Linked DNA regions of Sus scrofa: region 1 is linked to region 2. The links are chromatin contacts, called in public Hi-C maps. All regions are on one chromosome and are shown on one strand. Each heading gives the region's core, a stretch centred on a gene start, on an enhancer-like site or on the middle of the called end of the contact. The rest is flanking DNA. Distances are from core to core; before and after follow the strand shown.

Region 1 (3,390 bases), core at 307-2,806, 210 kb after region 2:
AGACAAATACCATATGATATCACTTATAACTGGAATCTAATATCCAGCACAAATGAACATCTCCTCAGAAAAGAAAACATGGACTTGGAGAAGAGACTTGTGGTTGCCTGATGGGAGGGGGAGGGGTGGGAGGGATCAGGAGTTGGGCTTATCAGACACAACTAGAATAGATTTACAAGGAGATCCTGCTGAATAGCATTGAGAACTATGTCTAGATACTCATGTCGCAACAGAAGAAAGGGTGGGGGAAAAACTGTAATTGCAATGTATACATGTAAGGATAACCTGACCCCCTTGCTGTACAGTGGGAAAATAAAAAAAAAAAATCTCTCTCTTGCTTTACCAACTTGGCCTTGGGCATTCCTTCCTCGGCAAACCTAACAGTGTCCTTATAAAAAGGGGAAATTTGGACGGAGACACACTCACATGGAGCACACCACATGAATATGAAGGCAGACCTCCGGGCAATACTTCTGCAGGCCCAGGAACACTCTAAGATTGGGGCAAACCACCAGAACCTAGGAGAAGGGCATGGAACCAATCCTTCCTCATAGCTCTCAGAAGGAATCAACCCTGCTGACACCTTGATCTTGGACTTCCAGCCTTTAAAACTGGGAGACAAAATACATCTCCGTTGTTCTAAGCCACCTAGTTTATGGTATTTTGTTAACAGAAGCCCTAGGAAATTAATATAGAGGGTAAAGGGGAAAAAATTCCCAAACTGGACATCTTTGGTACCAAGAGATCTTTAAAGGACAGGAGGCATGGTTATCTTGCATCCCTGGGTTGACCATGGGGCTTTGCTCAAAAGATTATATTGTCTTTTTCCTGCCACCCATTAAAAAAAAAAAAAAAACCGAAAAACAAAAACCAAAAAACCCATTTGACCTTCCAAAAGTACACTCCCAAGTAAAACTGGCAAAAACTCAGAGTGGACAGTCAAGGTTTCCTGTTCTCGCCCAAGAAAGCAGAAATTGTATTACTCTTTCATGACCACAAGGTATTTCCTAAGCTCATTAAGCACATTTTTCCTGCACAAGATCTTGTCTTAATAAGGCCACCGACACCCCATTCCTCCGGCCTCAGTCATCAGGCAGGATGAAAGGCTGGTGGAGATGAGAGGGGGGCTCTGGAGAGTTCCAACCCTGCTTGTTTATTTTGAGACACACTTGTGCTCCGACATGGGCCATCACAATCGTGGTCAAAGCATTAGGACTCTGAAGAACACAAACAAAGTTAACTGTGGCAAAGGGCCAGGGTAAAGGAAGGGCCAGGGTGAGGCTTTTTTCAGCATCTTACAGGGAGGGCAACTTTGCATAGCCTTTTATATGATAATCACAGCCCCTTCGTCTGTATTGAACTCTGCCCCAAGAAGGAAAAATAAATAAATAAGGCTGACTAATGGCTTGTTTCCCCAGAGGCGGCTTTTTATGGGATCATATGTTTTTTCAGCTTTTCAGTCACAGTTTCCTGCTTGGACGTGAGGAGCCCTTGACATTGGCTGTGGCTTCGTGCAGTCTGGACAGCAGCCCAAGCCACCTCAGAGCAGCTGGAGAGGGGTCCAGCTGGACCACAGCACCTTCCCAGGTCACGGCTATGGCGAACCTGGTCCCCTTTGATGAGCTGCACTCAGCGGCAGGTCTTTCAACACCTTCCAGGTCAAGCATGACTCTCCTTACCCGGTTGTCATGTGGAAGACAAGGGTCGGGTGGACTGGGAGCTTGTGACAAAGAGTCTGGAGGCATTCAAAAGCAGGAACAGCGACTCTGAACTGCTCTTGTTCCTGTTCTGTTCCCCATTGCTCCTTCCAGTGTCAGAGAGGCTTTCTGGAATTGGACTGCCTTGAGTTTTCAAATCCCAGCTCTGCCACTGGGTGACTAAGAACAAGTAGCTGAATTTCTGAGCTTCCTTTCTTAGCGGCAAAACTGTTAGGCGATACCCGCCTTATGGACCTCTTATCAGGGTAAGAGATAATGTCTGTAGGACACCTGGCAGGTCGTGTAGTGCTAAGCAAGAAGTAGCCAGCACTGTGACCCAGTGTCCCACACACCCCCACCCTCAAGGCAACTTCCCTGGAGGATTACTCTACAGAAAGGTAATACAAAGCGTGTTGGAGCTGATATCCTGAAGTTGGGCCGAGTTAACAAACAAGCACCAACCACAGTCCTCCAGCTCCCTCTATGCAGCTTTCACTTTATTTCACTGCTTTTGAGTGGGAGGAAATTATTCTGGAATGCTTTCCATTTTGTTCTCCCTTTGAGAGGGTCACAGCACAAAGGGAATCAGGATGGAAGAAGGGAGAGAGACAAATGTGTGTTCTTGATTCTTCCCACCTTGGCTGGGTGGATTGAGGGAAGGGAGAGGTTGATTAACATGCACCACCCTCTTGGTCTTGGATAATTGCAGTTTAATTATACTTAGGGCAGTGCTTTTATCATATTAAATTTGGGGAAGAGTCACAAGATGAGTCATGGAAAAATTTTTGATAAAATTATGGAAACTTGGGACATCTGTGATTTTTTTTTTCTTCCTCGCCTCACTCCTTTCCTACTCTCCTGATCCACCCTTTTCTGCTGCCAGCAGGGCTCCCTGCAGAGAGGCATGCTGAGGAGGCTCCCTCCTGCTGGCAGCCTGACTCCCTGGGCCTCAGGTTTTGCTGAGCCTCACAATCAACCTCTTCCCTGCATTCTGGCAATACTGGAACCCATCTCCTTCCAGGGGGCCAGCTGGGCACACACTGAAGTTAGGGAACCAGCTGCATGCTTCAGACCAGAGTCTTCCAGGGGCTCCCATAGAAGAATCAGGAATCTGTGGCCTTTTCTTATCAATCCCATTCCTCTGCCTCCACGTTGGTTACATCAAAAGGACTAAGCTGTTTCCTTGGTTATGGGGACTTACTGAAAAGACACTTGATGCTCTCCCCTCTCATTGCCTCTCTGAGATCCAGCCTGGAAGTGAAAGGCCATATATAACCTATAGAGTTGTACAGGTTCCCCAAAGAGTTTCTGAGCTGGATAGGGTCAGAGGAGGGCCAAAGAAGGGAGAGAAATAGCATTTTCATCCTTTCCAGAGGAACGCACCGATTCTGCAATAGCAAGGCTTTTTTTTAAACCAAAGACATTTGTTAAGGTAATAATAATTACAATCACAACCACTTTTATAGCACTCTGAAGCTGATGCACTACTTTCACATAATTTAGCATCAAAATGCTATGTACTCTAGATGTCACAGTATCCTCAGAAACCACCCGCTGGCTAACTTTTTGCGTCATGGAAATATTCCCTTTGACAACTGCAGAACAACTGGTGCTGACTCATTAAGGCCATAGCAGGAAGACCTGCTCACCTGAAGACAGAAACTATGGGCCCGAGTTTCAAGAAATCTTTGGA
Region 2 (3,750 bases), core at 786-3,285:
TACCATGTGAAACTTTTCACAAGTGGGAACACAAACCAGAGGCTGTATGCAGGGCTGCTCTATAGAGCTGTGCTTGACTGTGGCTGGCAGAGCCCCAGATACCAATGCAGGGATTTGGGAAATTTGTGGCAAGGATTCTCACCTGCTCAAATATCTCTCCCCCACTCACTTGCCATAGGGTCCTGAAATTCTACTGCTGGTGAGTCAACCATCTGAGTTAAGTCCTACCTTATCTCTGGAACTTATAAAAAAAAAAAAAAAAAAAAAAAAAAGCCCAAAGTGTAGGGCAGCGTATTAAGTCACAGTAACATCTCCATCTAAAAGTTTATCTGATTTTTCCCTCCTCCCTTCTATCAGGAAGTATTTACTGGGTGCCTGGAACACTCAGGAAAGCTGCCAACCCTGGGACATGGCATCAAATTGGCCTCTGTTCTCAAGGAGTTCACAGGCTGGCCATGGGGCAGGTTCACAGACAATGACATGTAATAAAGCCTCTACAAGGAAGAGATAAACAAGATGCAAATGGAGACTAGCCCAGCAGAAGGCATGGCTCCTGTCTACCTGAGGAGGTTGAGAAGACTTTGCAGGAAATGTACATTTGAGCTAAGTCTTAGAAAAAAAGAAAAGAAGTGGCGTTTGCAGAGCAAAGGAAATAGGATAGGAGAGGCAAGGCAGCCAGAGAGAGCAAGAAGTCCTCAGAAGAAATGTCAGGCTTCTGGAAGGGGCTTTCGGAGAGGGACCATGCTGTGTGGAGCTGAGTGGAGCAGGAGAGGCTGGGAGGGACACAGGACCCGTTCCCCGGAATCACGGGCACATTCCCATGTAGAGGTGACAAAAGGGAGATAGACAGTCCAGGAAAGGGTACAAGTGAAACACTTGCCAACTCTGAAATTCTACCCAAGCGCGAACTTGCTCCCTCTTATACTTGAGATGCTGGCTACCTACTGAAATCAGGTCACTGCCTTGCCTCTCTGGTTGCACCTTTAATCTTTAGAATCCAAGGCCAGAGTTGAATGAAAATCTTGTCCTCCTTGAATATATCTCCTGCCTGGTGAGTGCAAATACCATTTCGAAATAAAAATACTCGATCTATTTCTGTTTTTGTTGGGACTCATTGATTCTGAGAACCTAATGATTCATCTTATCCACACTACAAAGAAGGCAAGGGAATCGGTCATATACTGCAGTACAGCTAGATTTTCAAACAAACAGGAAAGACCATTTTAAAAGATATCAATGGGAAAAATATATTCTCTCTTAGTTTTGGATTTGAAGATTGGATTCTCCCTTTTATTATTATTTTTTAAAAATTTCCTTTTAAAACTCCCAAACTTTTAGGAAAACTTTGCCTTCTCTATGTGCCCCAAAGCCCCACCTTCCATTCCCCTCAGGGCACACATTTTCTGACGAATCTTCTGTACTTCCCACATAAAACACCAAACCAACGCACAGCAATCATCCCAAAGTGCAAAGCAAACTTTTCTTGTTAGTTGTGCTGGCAAAAATCTTGGAAAGTGTAAGCTACATAAATTCCAAGAAAAAGACCAAAATATATCTCTGCAAAGCAGAACTTCCTTCTAACAAGATTTGTAAAATTCCGCCCTTCACCGCCTCCCCCCCCAGCCGCTATTCTGACACAAGCTGAACTTATTTGCACAACGTTCCAAAGCAGACAGGGACACACGCGAGCGCACACGTACACAAACACACAAAGAAGACGTGCCTGAAGACTGTCTGAGAGGGAGTGTTCCGAACCAGACCGACCGTGTGCTGTGTCCTTGCCCAGATGCATCTGACTTCAGGCTTGGGAACATTAAACAAACACAAAAACAAGAGCCGGCGATGTGCGTGCTGGGCTGGGTGACAGAGGCAGCGAGCAAATATTGGGATTGTATTTCACCTGTTGCCATGGTTACCAAAGCAGGGTGGATACTTGCAGAAAGAGAAAGAAAGAAAACTGGGAAGACAATGAGTCCTAGGAGACCGAATGTGTGTACGCGGAGGCGCTGGTGAGGGCGGAGGAGGGTGAGCCAAAAGAGAATATCCCATAAAAAGGGCCATTTCAATACCGCTTTGTGCTGGGTGCTCAGAGAGCTTGGTCATCCCTCCATACCAGCACGAAACAGATCTCCAAAAGCCCAAGGAAGATCCTCGAAGCCCCAAAGAACACGGCAGTGAGACGTGGGACGTTTACTTTTGCTTGGTGGCAGGCAAAATCAAGGCAGTTAGTACTGGGTACCAAGAGATGCAAAACTCAGCGCATAGCCATTCTCCTGGGGATCAATAAGACCAGCTTAGTGATCTCAAGCCCAGACCACAAAGTCTCAGAAAGAACTGCAGAGAACTCTACCCATTTCTTCAGGCATTCTGATGATGAACTTCAATTTCTATTTCATACAAAAGCTGACTGACCCTCTTCTTCCCAGGCACTCTGTTTCACTAACGCAACTCTGCAGAAAACGCTTCAGGAAACACTGGCTTAGAAGGTTCACTATCACAGCAACCAGCAGATGGCTTTCTGTGTCAATTCTTGACCAGCACCTGGGAAGTGAAGTACTCTAACCTTGAAAACTTGGAATCTGGGTTCCCATTCCATTTCTTCTGCTGATTAGCTACATGAACTTAAACCAGTTGTTAACTTGAATGTCAGGCTTTTGTTTCTCAAAGGAAAGAATTTTGCTAAAATAATCCCTGAGCTCCTTTCCTGCTTTGGAATTTAGTGACTCATAGCAACAGATAATCTCTCAAATTCTCATTTTCAAAACAAATATAATCCAATGAATAATCCCATGTATTTGGAATTCTGATCAGCACCTGGAATGTAAACCCTATAGGAATTTGTTCTGTAGAAATATAAATAAATGGTTGCTAGCTCTTATCAATGATCTCATAATCTAATCATTTACATTGTACCAAAAAAAAAAATGGACACCATGTATTCCTAAATGAAACGTTCTACATTGTGTTAAGTGGGCAACAAGGCAGAGGTATGTACAAAGTTATACTTTCAGCCAAAAGAAAGGACCTGGGGCTTCCATTAGCTCTTAGAGGCATGTTGTTGCTTTTAGCTCTGTAATTCAGCCCTTGTCTTGGCCAGACAGAAATATGGATTAGCCTGCTCTCCAGTGTTTAGATGATAAGAACTAGAGAGGCTAATAGGTGGCTGAGCCCAGCTATTAATTTAAGCCAAGACTTCCTTTATACACCTGAGTTTTACTTTGATAAGAATTTGCTTTGATTCAGAATAAGTTATCATGGGGATGTCAGAATCAGCACAATGTAGTAGAAACAGGGTGGAAATCAAAGAAGACTTGGGCTCAGGGCCTGATCGTGCCACTGGATAATGCTGGAAAAGTTACAAAGAACTTCTCGGTGTTTATAAAATGAGAATAATAACATTTCCCCGTCGACTTTACAGGGTTGTTATGAGGCTCCAATGGGACAAAGGGCACGGAAGCACTCAGAATTTGGAAAGTGCTTTACTAGTATAAACTCACAGGATGATCATCCCCCTGGCTGGCAAAACATTATGGTTTAGAGTCAGGACCAAGCGCCCAATGCCTGGGTTCACATCCCAGCACCATTTTTTTTTTTTTTAAATCAGCTTGAATGTTCTTTGCAAGTTATTCAATCTCTCCGATTATTCATTCATAAAACAAGATGAAGGACCGTACCTCCGTCAGTGGATTGTTTCAAGAATTAAACGAGCTAATAATACACTGCAAGATGTTTAACATAATTTCCGCCACA

The links. Hi-C and Micro-C count contacts between places; a contact is called where the count stands out from the background.
Region 1: a Hi-C map of skeletal muscle shows a contact between it and region 2, with 2.0 times the contacts expected there. The contact joins two enhancer-like sites. A contact is called at or near these places in 1 of 47 Hi-C or Micro-C datasets (skeletal muscle) and 1 of 2 datasets of contacts at active chromatin or transcription factors (skeletal muscle).

The regions. Positions count from the first base shown.
Region 1 is chr18:44,141,420-44,144,809 of Sscrofa11.1, forward strand. All of the region lies in intron 4 of CREB5 (cyclic AMP-responsive element-binding protein 5), which reads right to left. Among named protein-coding and RNA genes, the nearest start is that of CREB5, 120 kb to the right of the region's middle. Within about 2 kb of position 1,557, at least 17 of the 83 cell types and tissues checked have an H3K27ac peak or open chromatin away from gene starts, as enhancers often do. A contact at or near this core is called in skeletal muscle, where this site is marked.
Region 2 is chr18:43,931,181-43,934,930 of Sscrofa11.1, forward strand. The region is part of intron 7 of CREB5 (cyclic AMP-responsive element-binding protein 5); the gene reads right to left. Among named protein-coding and RNA genes, the nearest start is that of TRIL, 210 kb to the left of the region's middle. Within about 2 kb of position 2,036, at least 23 of the 83 cell types and tissues checked have an H3K27ac peak or open chromatin away from gene starts, as enhancers often do. A contact at or near this core is called in skeletal muscle, where this site is marked.